Regions from separate parts of the Sus scrofa genome. Here region 1 is linked to region 2. A link is a contact called in public HiChIP or PLAC-seq data. All regions are on one chromosome and are shown on one strand. The core of a region is the stretch at or near the end of the contact, and the rest is flanking DNA. Distances in the headings are between cores, read along the strand shown.

Region 1 (6,729 bases), core at 402-2,901, 75 kb after region 2:
ATAATTTTTGTTTCCTTTAAAAAAAACCTCAAAGCTGAGTAAGAGTCACAAATCCCCTAAGTGTACTGCTGGCACACATGTCACTGTGGCTGTGGGAAGAAGGAGATCTGAGCCTAACTTTTCTTACTCCCTAAGGAGTTTCTTGTTGGACCCAATGGGGTCCATGAAGAACTGATGGGGAAGGAACCAGACTACATGGCATCAGCTGCAATTTTTCCTGCTGTGTTCATCTTCTCAGAAAGCTCTGTTGCCTAGTTATTTGGGAGCTCTTGTCAATCTCTTTCCTGCAATCTGTCTGTAAAGGGAAGATCACTTCAGGTTTAGTCTGATTGAGAAGGAGAGTGGGACAATATTCAATGCTATACAGAGTCAGTTTAGATTAATTTTCCTCCTGAGAGTAAGTCCCTGGCCCTGCGACTCCTATTTCAATCTTATTATCGAGAGTTTTACAAAGAATACTTTGTTAACATCTGCAGTTTGAACATGAGCTGTTACTCCATGTTGCCCATAGTCATATTCAGAGAGATTTGCTCAAAATGTGTGGCACAAAAGCATAAGGAAACATTTCCCCTTTTTAAAGCCTTATCCTGACCTCTTCCCCTCTTAAGAGTGTCCTTGACGGAAACCTGTGCTTCCCCAGGTGTTTCCTTTCCTCTGGAAGTTGCAGCTGGCCGGGCCACTAAGCAGGGGCACATTACCGGGGTGTGGTGGCTTCCCTCCCTCCCCTTCTGCCTGGTTCCACCTCACCTGTTAGGTTGCCCAGGGGATTCACCGCCTAAATCTCACATCAGAGACTGCTGAAGCTTGACACTTGCTGTTGAGCACCGGCACTTTTTAGACCCCTAGCATCCTGCAGTCCGAGACCTAGCAGATCATCACCAGTGATCCTGTAGCTGGGTTCAGGGAAAAATTGCTTATGTCCAGGCGCCCCCCTCCATCACTCATAAATACCCCTTGTGGGGGTGGAGTTTTAGTGTTTTCAGCTAAGAAAACCACATTGTATCTTTTCTTGCTCCTCTGCTAGGGCTGTGAGCATCTCACAGTCCCCTCCCTGAACACTTTCTGGTTAAAACCTACTCTTCTGCCTGAGGGTCAGTGGTTGGAATCACTGCCTGCCTGCACAGCAGAACTACCCAGGCTCTTAAAACTCAGATCACCCAGAGTGGGAGGGCATGGCAGAGAGAAGGGACAAAGAGGACCTCTTATTGTCCTGATGGCCTATGAAAACTACATTTCTAACTCTTCTCATGAAGTGCTATTTTTACTGTCAAATCTGGTTTACGCAAGCTTTGGCTTGGAATCCTTTTTTTGGAACCGTTGAAATTAATGTTTTCCTGCATTACCCAGCTTCATATGATCACATATCTTAACTTTTTGGCTTCCATTGTCCTTTTTTAGAAATTTTGGCCATTTCTATCGATAGAAAAGTGGGGAAATCACCACTGAAGCCCCCCTACTTGTTCCCTCAAGTACATGTGTTATTATCAAGTGTATTTGGAAAGGGAGGTGCCCAGAACGTGGTTTTCCTCCCTGCACTCAATCCTCTCACGTGTATTGCCAGACATTTGGCCCTCTTCCTCTGGCTGTCAGTGGGCTGCTTTTGGCATGTCCTACCCCTGGAATATGACCTCTAGGCTGACAGGCTCTGTGAGAGTGCTCGTGCCTGCCTGTGCACATGTGCTTACCCCTTCTGGTGAATCTGTTTGGCCTCAGTCTGGCAACACTGGCGTATCTTCAGATAATTTGGACTGAAAGCAAAAAATTGTATGGCGTGGCATGCCAGATACTTTGGCACAAATGTGATCCTATGTGCTGGACAAGGGCAGGTGGTTGGAGGAAACTGTTGGCATGACACATTCTTCAATCATTTGTGCCTAATTAAATGAGGTTAGAGGTTCACATTCCACAACCATGCGTGTGATCTGTAAATCTTTAAATATTATTGTTAATATTAAATTCTAACAGTAATTTTAATGTGAATTAGCTATTTCCCTAAATCTCACACACAAAGCAGTCAGGCTGAATAGGCCAAATGTGGCAGAAATGGAGAATCTTAAACGTTGGTTGGCCTCAGAGCCTCTGTCTGTAAGATAGAGGGAGAGTGGGGACAGAAGCCCTGTAGCTGGTGCTGAGGAGGTGGCATATCAGCAGTTACTTTGAGATGGGCTGGGCAGAAATTTTACTCTTCTCATACACCAGACTCACTAGCACCGAAGGATACAGGTTGAAATTTTAGATGATTAGAAGTGGATCATTTGTACCGTTGCAGCTGCTTCTGATAGCTAGAGCCAAAGAAAACTGTTGCTGAGGCTCAGGTAAGAAGGTTGGGGATGTGAGGAGGCTGAAAATTCTGAATGAGAGAAAAAAGTTGAGGGAGGTCAAGAGAACTTTTGACCTTTTCTGATCACCGATAACTTTCTAGGCAGCCCCTGAGTTACATTTTTCTTACTTTGACCACACAGGCAGTCTTTGAATAGTCCCTCTTCAATGGTTCTTCACAGTGCTTTTTATTCTCTTTCTTGATTTGGGGGTAGCTGTTGTTTTTTTCTGGAGCTCATTGCCTTTTAAATCCTGTTCCAGACCTCATATCTAAAAGCTTTCCAGATCAACTGTATTTTGCTGCTTTTGTTTAATTCCCTAAAAGCCATAGCTTTCACACTTTCTGTCTGCACAAACTAAAGCCAGAAGTTGAACCAATACAGGTAGGAAAAAAAGCTCCCTTAACAATGTTTTTAACTAATGGTATTTTTTTTAAGCTTACCAATATAAGTATTTTTAAAGTTCTATTTTTCAAGGTCATACAATGATTGCTCTTGTTTTCTCTCATAGAATATAGATTGTCACGGGATAAAGAGTGGTCCCTAGCTTTTATTTTTCCAAACAAGTAGAACATGTTCTTAGGATAATACTTTATTAAAAGTTAATTTTCTTTAAGAAAGAAGAAAGATACCTTGTCTGCCAAAGTTTAATAATGTTAGTTCTCGGATTGGGGTAGAAAACATAAGTACTTGGTTTAACATTAGAATGACCCCGGTTGTGTTTTTTAGATTTTAAGTGGGTTTTCCCGCCCTTCTTTAGGGAGGCACTGACTGTTTTGAACACAAAGTCTTGATTGGTTGGATTGTTTTGTGTTGAGGATCTTGAAAAGAGGGTTGGAAAGAAATGCTGGCCTTGGCATGAATGTGGGCCCCATCACCAGTGCCAGCGTCTGTAAGGACATTTTCCTCAGTTGGTGTTCAATGTATTGTTTTCCTGTCTGAGTGTTATTAAATTGCTCAGTTATTTTGGCTTTTGTCATTAGCCAAATAAAGGCAAAGTGGTTTTACCTAATGTTCCATTTTCTGTGTTTTTGACCTTGTATTCAAATGCATATGTTGGAGTTCCCATAGTGGCTTAGCGGTTAACCAACCCAACTAGGATCCATGAGGATGCGGGTTCCATCCGTGACTTCGCTCAGTGGGTTAAGGATCCAGCGTTGCCTGGAGCTGTGGTGAAGGTCGCAGATGAGGCTTGGATCTGGCATTGCTGTGGCTCTGGTGTAGGCCGGCAGCTGTAGCTCTGATTCAGTCCCTAGCCTGGGAACTTCCATATGCCGTGAGAGCGGCCCTAAAAAGACAAAAACCAAAAAAACAAACAAACAAACAAAAAAAACCAAACCAAAAAAACCAAATGCATATGTTTTATCTGTTCAGAGCTTTCACCTGTACCATCCACTTTGCTTTTGCATCCTAATTTGTCTCCTCAAATCTCTCCATGACTGTATTATCAGGGGATCTCTTTTGCAGCTAGGTACAGAAGACTCAAAAAGCTACTGGATCTGCATCAAAAAAGCTCATCCAGATCTTCCACATCTAATGTCATCAGTGCCCAAATGACACATCTGTAAGGCCAAGAACATCTTTCAGCTGTTCTTCAGAAGCCTGATTTCTTTGAGGCTTTGGTCTCTATTTTGCCTGTCTGCGTTCTGTTCTTGTTATTATACCAGGAAAACTGCCATATATTCTTCCCCCTTCATTTGCTTTGGGAAAGCTGAGGGTGACCTTTGAATATACAAACTTTTAAGGGCTAGTAGTGGTACCCAAAGAAGAATGTGCTCAGTATAGAATATCAAACTCCATCCTGTATGTTTATTATAAAACTTAATGTACATTCCCCAGACAAGATCCTAAACAATTTCATCCTATTGCATAGTTCACCTTCATCTCTATGATCCAGTATCCATAATCTGCCAGCTCATGCTGACAATGGAATCCATCCCCAGTTGGTCAAGATTGAAGGACTATAAGGAAATCTTGTACCCGTCTAATGAGTACTATGTGTCTTTCACTGCCCAAGCCATCCACCTCAGGCTTTGAGGTTCATATCCAGGTCTGGAGAAGAGAAAGTTTCATATCCAACCTTGTCATCTTTCTTTCGGTAGTACATTCGTGTCAGCACGGTTAACAGAAAAGTCTCCAGGATGAGGAGGTGGCAGTTCATCACTGCAGCGAGGGGGGCAAAATATAATGTAGGTTATGCTAACTTATAGAGGTGTTAGCTCACCAGCTGGCCTGGCATATGAGTTGAACAATATTTTCTCCATTTTATCCTTAAGCCAGGACGGAGAGACAATAAGTTGTCACAAGTAGCATAGCAGGTAATAGAGCCTGAACTAGAACTTGGCTCTCTACCTCCTGCCATTTGAGTTTAGCATTAAACCCCATTTCTTTCTTATGTTGTATCAGCATGACCTTCTGCTTCCTAACCTCACCCATTCTCTACTAGGAGCTGAGGGTTGAGCCCACGGCTTCCTGGGTTGGCCATCAGGGCTGACCGAAAGCTGTGGAAATGGAGCTTTTTCTTGTGTGATCAGAGAGATCATATCCTCCTTAGTAGAGCTTCTGCTAGATTTCCTTTCTGAGTACTCTGAGCAGAATATTCTGAGTGTTCTGAGGTTGGCTGGCCCAACTTCTGTTCTAAGGTCCTCTCCTCTCTGACCTCCCCCTCTTGCCCATCCTGGAACTGGATAAGGAGCCCCTGTGTGCTCACCTTGAGATCTGATTTTAGAGGAAAAGGGAGGCGAACAAGCAATCTGCCCGCCATTGGCCAAAACTGAGAAGATGGCTGGCTGCAGGGCAGTCAGAATAAGGAGCACCTGGAGAAAGAAGGGAGAAGTGAGGGCAGGGGGCCAGCAGCTAGGACACTGAGGCTGGCTGGCCCACCGCTGTATCTGAAATGCGTCGTAGTCCTTGCCCCCTCTAAGTACACTTTCCTGAGGCACAGCCTCTTCAGGGAAGACTTGGCTTGTCCAGGCTTCTCCATCATCATCCTGGGCAGGCTTGGCTATCACAGGGCTTTCTTCCTGGGGCCTGAACCTAAGTGCTTCTGGGGCCCACATTCTTTTCTAGGTTCCTTAAGTTCCTCACTTCCTCTCTGTCCTCTCTCTTCCTACAGACCCTCCAGTTCTGCCCACTATTGTGCCTGTAAATTCACATTTCAGTGGCACCTGCTTCTTAGATGAAATGAGAATTTATGTGAAATCGCTTTGTTAACTATAAAGGAGTCATTATGCCCTGGGAGTAGGAGAAAAGCCCAGCAAGGAGACAGAAAGAATGGAGAGAGAAAGAAAAAAATATTGCTGGAAGTCATTGCATTTGGTGGAAAGGTTATCTCTGGGCTTAGAGAATGAGAAGTGTAAAATATGAACAAATGTGGCTTAGAGAATTTTCAGAAAAAGTGTGAAGATGAAAAGACAATGCGATGAAAAGAAGGGAAGTGGGCTTGGGAGTAGGCAGATCTAGGCTTAAATTCTAGCCCCATCCCTTATGTGCCTTTGAGCAAGCCCCAATAATAGCTCAGTTTCCTCATTTGTAAAATAGAAATAACAGTAGCTCTTAAGATTATAGTGAGAACTTAAATGTAATTAATGTATGAAAAGTGCCTAGTACATGGTATAGGTAATTTATACTTGTAGCTGTGATAATACTGATGTTTCTGGTGGTGAGGAATTATGGGGTTTTTAGAAGTCATGGCTAGAAAAGAAAAAAAAAAGCAAAGGTTTAAGAATTTAAAATTTGATAATATGTCATGAGTTACATTGTGTCCCCCTAAATATGCTGTAGTCTTAACCCTCAGTAGCTCTGAAAGTGACATTATTTGAAAACAGCATCGCTGTTTTGGTTAACTAATTAGATGTAATTAGTTGAGATGAACTCATACTGGAATAGGGTGGGTCTTTATTCCAATAAGACTGATGCCCTTACAAGAAGAAGAAAAGAGACATAAGATGCAGACACATGAGAGGAGAATGCCACATGACGATAGAAAAAGAAACTGGAGTGACACAGCCATGAGCCAAGGATGCCAAGGATTGCTGCGAGATGCCAGGAACTAGAAATAGTCAAGGAAGGATTCTCCCCAACAGGTTTCAGAGGGAGTATGGGCCAGGTGACAGCTTGATTTTGGACATCTAGCCTCCAGAATTGTGGGACAATAAATTTCTGTTGTTTTAAGCCACCCAGTTTGCAGTATTTCACTACAGCAGCCCTAGGAATCTATTACAGTACAGAAAAGCAAAAACTGGCAAAGGGCAGGGATTATTTACCAACTCACAGGAAACCTAAGGCTTCAGAAGACTCCCAGACTCGCTTTTAGCTTTTATTAGTATCAGCTCCTAATCCCTATTATTTGCGGCTCATGATTAACCATCTTTTCTCTCTCAGGGTATAGTTACCTGGAATAGAGCAAACT
Region 2 (7,079 bases), core at 3,500-5,999:
GAGTGGGACACACTGGGAGTCTGCGATTAGTAGATGCAAACTATTGTATTTGGACTGGATAAGCAATGAGGTCCTGCTATATAGCACAGGGAATTATATCCAATCACTTGTGATGGAACATGATGAAAGTTAATATGAGAAAAAGAATGTATTTATATGTATACATATATATGTAACTGGGTCACTTTGCTGTACAGCAGAAATTGCAAAACATTGTAAATAAACTATAATAAAACATTAAAAATAAATATATAAAACGTAAAAAAGATATCTGCATCCTTATGTTTGTTGCATTATTTTCAATAGCCAAGACACAGAAACAACATAAGTGTCCATCAATGGGTGAATGAATGGACAAAAAATATATCACATACACACACAATAGAATACTTTTCAGCCATAAAAAAATGAAATCTTGCCATTTGTGACAACATGGATGGACTTAGAGCATATTACGCTAGGTGAAACAAGTCAGACAGAGAAAGCCAAATATCATATGGTCTCGCTTGTGGAATTTAAAACAACAATAATAGCAACAAAACCAAGCTCATAGTGCAGTGAACAGACTAGTAGTTGCCAGAGCTGGGGGTGGGTGAGAGAAATGGGTGAAGGAAGTCAAAAGGTACAAGATAAATAAGTTATAAAATATTTAAGTCCTGGGGATGAGATGTACAACATGGTGACTATAGTTAATAATAATACCGTACTGCATATTTAAAGTTGCTAAGAGAGTAAATCTTTAAAGTCCTTATCACATGAAAAAAAATTTTTTTGTAACTAATCTTTGGTGCTGGAGGTTACATAGACTTATTGTGGTGATCATTTTGTAATACAGACAAATATCAAACCATTATATTTATACATCTGAAATAAATATGATGTTATATGTCAATTTTATTTATTTACTTATTTATGCTGTTTACGGCTGCACCTGCGGTGTATGGAAGTTGCCAGGCTAGGGGGTCAAATCGGAGCTGCAGCTGCCGGCCTACGCCACAGCCGGATCTGTGACCTACCATGCAGCTTTCGAGAATGCTGGATCCTTAACCCACTGAGCAGGGCCAGAAATTGAACCTACACCCTCATTGGTACTAGTCAGGTTCGTAATCCGCTGAGCCACGAGGGGAACTTCTGTTAATTTTATTTATTTATTTATTTATTTATTGCTTTTTAGAGCCACATCCACAGCATATGGGGGTTCCCAGGCTAGGGGTCGAATTGGAGCTGTAGCTGCCAGCCTATGCCACAGCCACAGCAATGCAGGAGCCTTAACCCACTGGGCAAGGTTAGGGATCGAATCTGTGTCCCCACAGATGCTAGTGAGATTCGTTAACTGCTGAGCCACGATGGGAACTCCTCAATTATATTTAAAAATGACAATTTAGGGTGTATTTCCAGAATAAAAGCATGATTAAATTTTTCATGAAATTTATTCACCTGTATTAATAGATTTAAGGCGGAAAAATCCTAATGATTTTCTTCATAAATGCTGAAAAGGATTTGATAAAATCCAACATGCATTCTTAATAAAACTAAGAAAATGAAAAAATATGGGTCCTTCCTTATCATAATACAATATATCTCAAAAGTCAGCATTATGCTTTTTTTGGTGGGGGGGTGCTGCATATTCAGTGGCATATGGAGTTTCCCAGTCTGGGGTCAAACTGGAGCCGCAACTGCTGGCCTACGCCACAGCCACAGCAACCTGAGATCTGAGCCCTGTCTGCCATCTACACCAGAGGTCATGGCAATGCTGGATCTTTATCCCACCAAGTGAGGCCAGGGATCAAACCCACATCCTCATGGATACGAGTTGGGTTCCTAATCCATTGAGACACAATGGGAACTCCATGCATCATGTTTAATGGAGGAATACTGGCAGTAATCTCATTAAACTCACAAATAAGGTGACAACACTCACCATCATCATTATCACTTATTATTGTTCTTGAGATAATATCCCAAGCAAGTAATCAAAAGGAAATTACAGATATAAAATAAGAAAGAAGGCAAAGTTATCATTATATTTGGACAATGAGATTTCACATCTAGAGAACTGAAATAAATTATATTACAAACAATAAGAGAGTTCCATATAATGTCTGGGTACAAAATAAAAATTTGGAATCAAAATCTTCATATAAATAAACAAGAAGCAGTTAACAGATAAGGAGATGGGAAAGTCTCATTTACATTAGAAACCAAAAATCAAAATAACCTAGTTACAAACATAAAAAAATCATAAAATACTTATTGAAGAAACATTTAAAATATTACTGAAAGACAAAAAATAAACTTGAACAAATATAAAGGCATACCATTAACTTTGATAGGAAGACAATGTCATAAAATGTGAATGCTCTCAAGCTAATCTATAAATTTAACATGCTGAATAAAATCACCATTCAGATTTGGTGGAAGAGGATATGGAATTAGATAAGCTGGTTCTAAAGTTCACTTGAAAAATGAACAAAATAGGACAGCCAAGAAATTTCTGAAGAAGGTGGCAATGAGGTGGGACTAACTCTACTAGATATTAAATATGAACATAAAACTATAATAATTAAAACATTGTGGTACATTAAATGGACAGACAAATTTATGGGTCAGCCTAGGGAGCCCAGAGATAGAACTAAATATTTGTGAGAATTCAGAATATGCTAAGAGATGTGAGGAAAAAAAAGAAATGGATGAAATACCAGATCTCTCTCTCCATGGGAGCACAGAGGAAAAGGCCATGTGAGGTCACAGCCAGAAGGTAGCCATCTGCAGACCAATGAGAGAGGCCTCAGTAGAAACCAAAGTTGTTGACACCTTGATCTTGAATTTCCAGCCTCCAGTAAATAAATTTCTGTTGTTTAAACCACCCAGTCTGTGGTACTTTGTTATGGCAGCCCAAGCTGACTAATCCACCAGTGTGCAGTGCAGTTCAATAGGCAGTATATGCTGAATACCCACTGTGTACTTGGCACTGCCATGCATGCTGTGAATTCAAAAATGACTGAGACATGGTGCTTGCCCTTGGACCCTGCCCTGTCCTTGAAGATCTCATGGCCATTTAGGGAAAAACATCTACCAATAATTTGATTGTCATATGATAAGGGTATAAGGAGTGCTTGGAGGGACAAGGCACCACTAAGGAGAGGATCTGTGAGAGATGAAGGAAGGCTTCAGATGTATCTGAACTGATTCTTGAAATGGTTAGCCTAGCAGAGAAGGAAGGAAAGGCTGAGGGAAAAGAATACTCAAAAACATGGAGGGGACATTATACAACTATAAATGTAATAAATTCATTGAGTAATGAAAAAAAGAAAAAGAGCATGGAGGGAAGACACAGGATGGTGTGGGTGGAGGAGTACTGTGATGCCACAGCTCCTTAGATGTGGAACTGAGAACGCAGAGGACCTCCTTCTCTCCCACTTAGGGAGCTTTGGTCAAGAGGGATATTGGGAGAATTTCTTTTCTTAGTTTTTGAGGCTAGCAGGATCACACAGCTTTCTTTTTCTTTTTTTTTTTTTTCCCCACACAGCTTTCTAAAACAGAACCAGGGACTGGTGCTCACAAGCAGGAAATGCATCTTAAGTCTGCTCCTTTCTGACTTTTGCCCTGTATCAGGAGTGTACATGAGGCTGGGAGAACTACAGGTTGGCAGTTATGGATTAGAGCAGGACACTGCGAACTTTTTCTGTAAAGGGACAGATGATGTTTTAGACTTTGAAGGCCACATGGTCTCTTTTTACAACTGCTTGATTCTGCCAGTATAGCACAAAAACTCCACAATATATAAGTGAGCACGGTTGTGTTACAATAAGACTTTATGGAGACTGAAATTGAAGTTTCCTGTAATTTTCACTTATCATGAAATATTATTCTTTTGATTTTTTCCCAACCATTTAAACATATAAAACCTGTTCACAAGTTGCACAAAACAGGGTGAAGGCTGGATTTGGCCTGTGGGCCGGAGTTTGAAGACTTTTGATGAGGGTCAGGTCTCTATGTTACCTAAAGAAACTTGGGTCCCCTTGCTCAAAGCTCAGCAAAGCTAATCTAGTGATGCTGGGTTGTGGAGTAGAAACGCACAGTGTTATTTTAGTGCTTAAAAGACGCAAATTTTCCAACGGCTTTTAAGACGACATTAAGGGTGAGGGTCACAGGGCTCATGAACAGGTCGTCGACATTCTTCTGATTAGTTAGTGATGTGACAACAGAAGGAAGTTTCAGGAACCTCAATCGTCGAGAATCTCGGGCTCCAACTAGTCCGTGGTCTATGCGTTTGCGGTCATAAATTGTCATCTAGCGGGGTCTTGCGTGTCTGTAGAAACAACTTTAGAAAGTGCATCCGAATCCCTCAAGGAGAAAATAGGAATCCTGTATCTCTTTATAATTTCTTGCTTGACTGCTTTTTCTCCATGCCTGCTTTTCCATTTTTCTAATCATTAACTGTTGGGATCATTTCTTTGGGACTCAGTGAGACACAGGAGACTAAAGTTTTTTCACAAGAAATGCGAAACAGAGGATCTGTCACTGGAACCCCTCACAGGGTCCAGCTTACTTCACCTGCCGCTTACTAGTTGTGTAATCTCGAACCTCCTAGGGCCTCAGATTCTCTGTCACTTCCTAAGATTGCAGCGCGGTTAGTAAGAGCTGCCGTCTGCTGAAGTGCTTTGTAAAACCGAGAGAGACAAACCACTCTTTTCCGAAGTTAAGGTCACTCAACATGATCAGTTCCGGTCCAGCACCTGGTGCGCAGGCGCGGGGCGGAGGCTGGCGAGAGCCCGCTGAGAAGGGCGGGCCACACAGCGCCGAGCGCGGGGCCGCGTCACGTCAGGGCCAAAGGCGGCCTTGTCGCCCTGGCGACGGTGCCCTGGCGACGGTTTCCCAGCTCCGTACGGCCACCCGCTAAGCCCTCTTCGCGAGAAAGACGGAGGCGAAGAAGATTAAGCCATGTCGGTCTCCCAGTCCTTTTCTGTGGGCGCGTCCTTCTCTGCGGTCGATGGGCTGCCTGAGACTGAAAAGACCGCCGGGGAGTCGGAGAACACCTACATTCTGCGGCCCATTTTCCAGCAAAGGCGGGTAGCGAACGGGATGTTGCGGGGGCGACCCCTGAGACGTCTGCCTCCAACAGGCAGAGCTCGCCTGGTAGCCTGGGCCTTGGGAAGGGGGTGGGGCGGGGGCGGGGCGGGACTGGAGGGGGGCGGGGCTAGAGACGGAGCTTGGGGACAGGGAGAGAGGGGCGCTGTTCTCCTTGAGCTTCTAGCTACAGGGGGCAGCAGAGGATCAGACCTGCAGGTGCAGTGTTAGAGCGCCGGGACCGCCTTAGACTAGTGCGGTGGGTGTTGACTCTGGGAGATTCAGAAAGTGGGCACAAAGGAATCGAGATGGATGGAATAAAGAGAGGGGCAGAAAACAACATTCGGCCATGTTTTGAGGGTTGCTGTGTGCACACATATGCCAGAATGCGCTAACTTCTTTGCAGGGCAGGGGACCTGTCTTAGATAGTATCTAGAGGCCTTTGGCCTGCTACCCCAATACCTTCCCAGAATTAAGGCACAAAGTCTTGTGCAGAGGACAGTTAGTTAGGGCTCTAGGATCCGTCACTAACTTCATTTCCACAGATAAAAATGTAAATTAATAAAAAAAAAAGATTTTCCCAAGCCCCTCCTCTGTTATTTGAAACTACTTCCTGAGTCAAATGCCTGGCAAATACTGCAAGCCAAGAACTTTGGTTACAATGTGGTAAATGTAATAGCAGTTTTCTGGAGAGCAGAAGGGACATTTAAAAAAATGTTCAATTATCTTGGTAAAAGAGTCTAAATGCATAGAATGCCATTCACCTGTGTTTCTGTTGTAAAACAGAACGAGATTAACAACAAATATGTATTATGTAGGAATAGTCCTGTAAGATTATGTGTGACTTGTTTGAAGAAAACTTTTAACATTTTACTGAGAGTGGAAAAGGCTTAAGGGAAGAGCCAGATATAGGATGTTTGTTAATAGGAAGATCATATTTTGAACAGATCAAACCTAGAAATTTGTCCATGATTCTAAAGTTCACCTGTAAGAATGAGCTGGCAAGAGACTGAAGAGAATACTGTTAGAAAGTAATAAGGGGCCACTAGTACTACCAAATACTAAACCACATTATAAGCTCAACATTTAAAACATTTTGGTTGGAGTTCCCATTGTGGCTCAGTGGTTAACGAATCCGACTAGGAACCATAAGGTTGCGGGTTCAATCCCTGGCCTCGCTCAGTGGGTTAAGGATCCGGCATTGCCGTAAGCTGTGGTGTAGGTTGCAGATGCGGCTTGGATCCCGTGTTGCTGTGCCTCTGGCATAGGCCGGCGGGTACAGCTCCAATTCGACCCCTAGCCTGGGAAACTCCATATGCCACAGGAGCGGCCCAAGAAATGGCAAAACGACAAAAAAAAAAAAAAAAAAAAAAAAAAAAAATTCTGGTAATGATAGGCAAATCAACTGATAGGATATAAAATAACCCAGAAAAGATACATGGTGTTGTAATATGTAATAAATACAACTGAAATGCTAATACTATTGTTAGGGTGGTAAAATTAGGGGAGACTTTTTTTTTTCTCTGAATTCGTGTATTCAGTAGTTCATTTCTTCAAAAAAATTATTGTCCACTGTGTGCTGGGTGCTATTCTAGGAATGGGGATATAACAGTAAACCAGACAGATAAAAAGCCTTGCCTTGAGCTAGCTTGTGTTCTAGCTGGGTAGGACAATGAACAAGAATACGTAAGTGAACTGTATAGTATAGTAATAACTTCCAGAAAGGGAGATATAAAGTGATGTGGTAGGAGGGTGGAAGTTTTAGAGAGAGTGGCTAGGGAAAGTGCTCCCCCCCAACTTTTTCTTTTTTTTGGCTGGGTCCCTCACATGTGGAAGTTCCTGGGCCTGGGATCAAACCCACGCCACAGCTGCAACCAGAGCCATAGTGGTGGCAATGCTGGATCCTCAACTTGCTGAGCCACAAGGGAACTCCTGGGAAAGTGACTTTTGAATAAAGACTTTAAAGAAATGACGGAACTAGCTATGCATATAAAGAGCAGGATTGAACT

What was found. HiChIP or PLAC-seq counts read pairs in DNA pulled down with a chosen protein or histone mark.
Region 1: a contact with region 2 is called in an H3K27ac HiChIP or PLAC-seq map of skeletal muscle, with 3 times the contacts expected there. The contact joins the enhancer-like site here to the promoter of TCTEX1D2 in region 2. A contact is called at or near these places in 1 of 5 promoter capture datasets (liver), 19 of 47 Hi-C or Micro-C datasets (alveolar macrophages, blood, embryonic fibroblasts and 10 more) and 2 of 2 datasets of contacts at active chromatin or transcription factors (alveolar macrophages and skeletal muscle).

Annotation. Positions count from the first base shown.
Region 1 is chr13:133,847,675-133,854,403 of Sscrofa11.1, forward strand. It overlaps PCYT1A (choline-phosphate cytidylyltransferase A), which reads left to right. Exons shown (of 9, transcript XM_013982345.2): 9 at 1-3,330. It overlaps SLC51A (solute carrier family 51 alpha subunit), which reads right to left. Exons shown (of 9, transcript NM_001244266.1): 7 at 6,713-6,729; 8 at 5,029-5,134; 9 at 4,101-4,481. The coding sequence ends at 4,345. Among named protein-coding and RNA genes, the nearest start is that of SLC51A, 19 kb to the right of the region's middle. Within about 2 kb of position 1,652, at least 6 of the 83 cell types and tissues checked have an H3K27ac peak or open chromatin away from gene starts, as enhancers often do. A contact at or near this core is called in skeletal muscle, where this site is marked.
Region 2 is chr13:133,769,799-133,776,877 of Sscrofa11.1, forward strand. TCTEX1D2 (tctex1 domain-containing protein 2) reads left to right here and starts at 4,750. Exons shown (of 5, transcript XM_021070165.1): 1 at 4,750-5,069. The coding sequence starts at 4,945. TM4SF19 (transmembrane 4 L6 family member 19) reads left to right here. Exons shown (of 6, transcript XM_013991129.2): 6 at 1-266.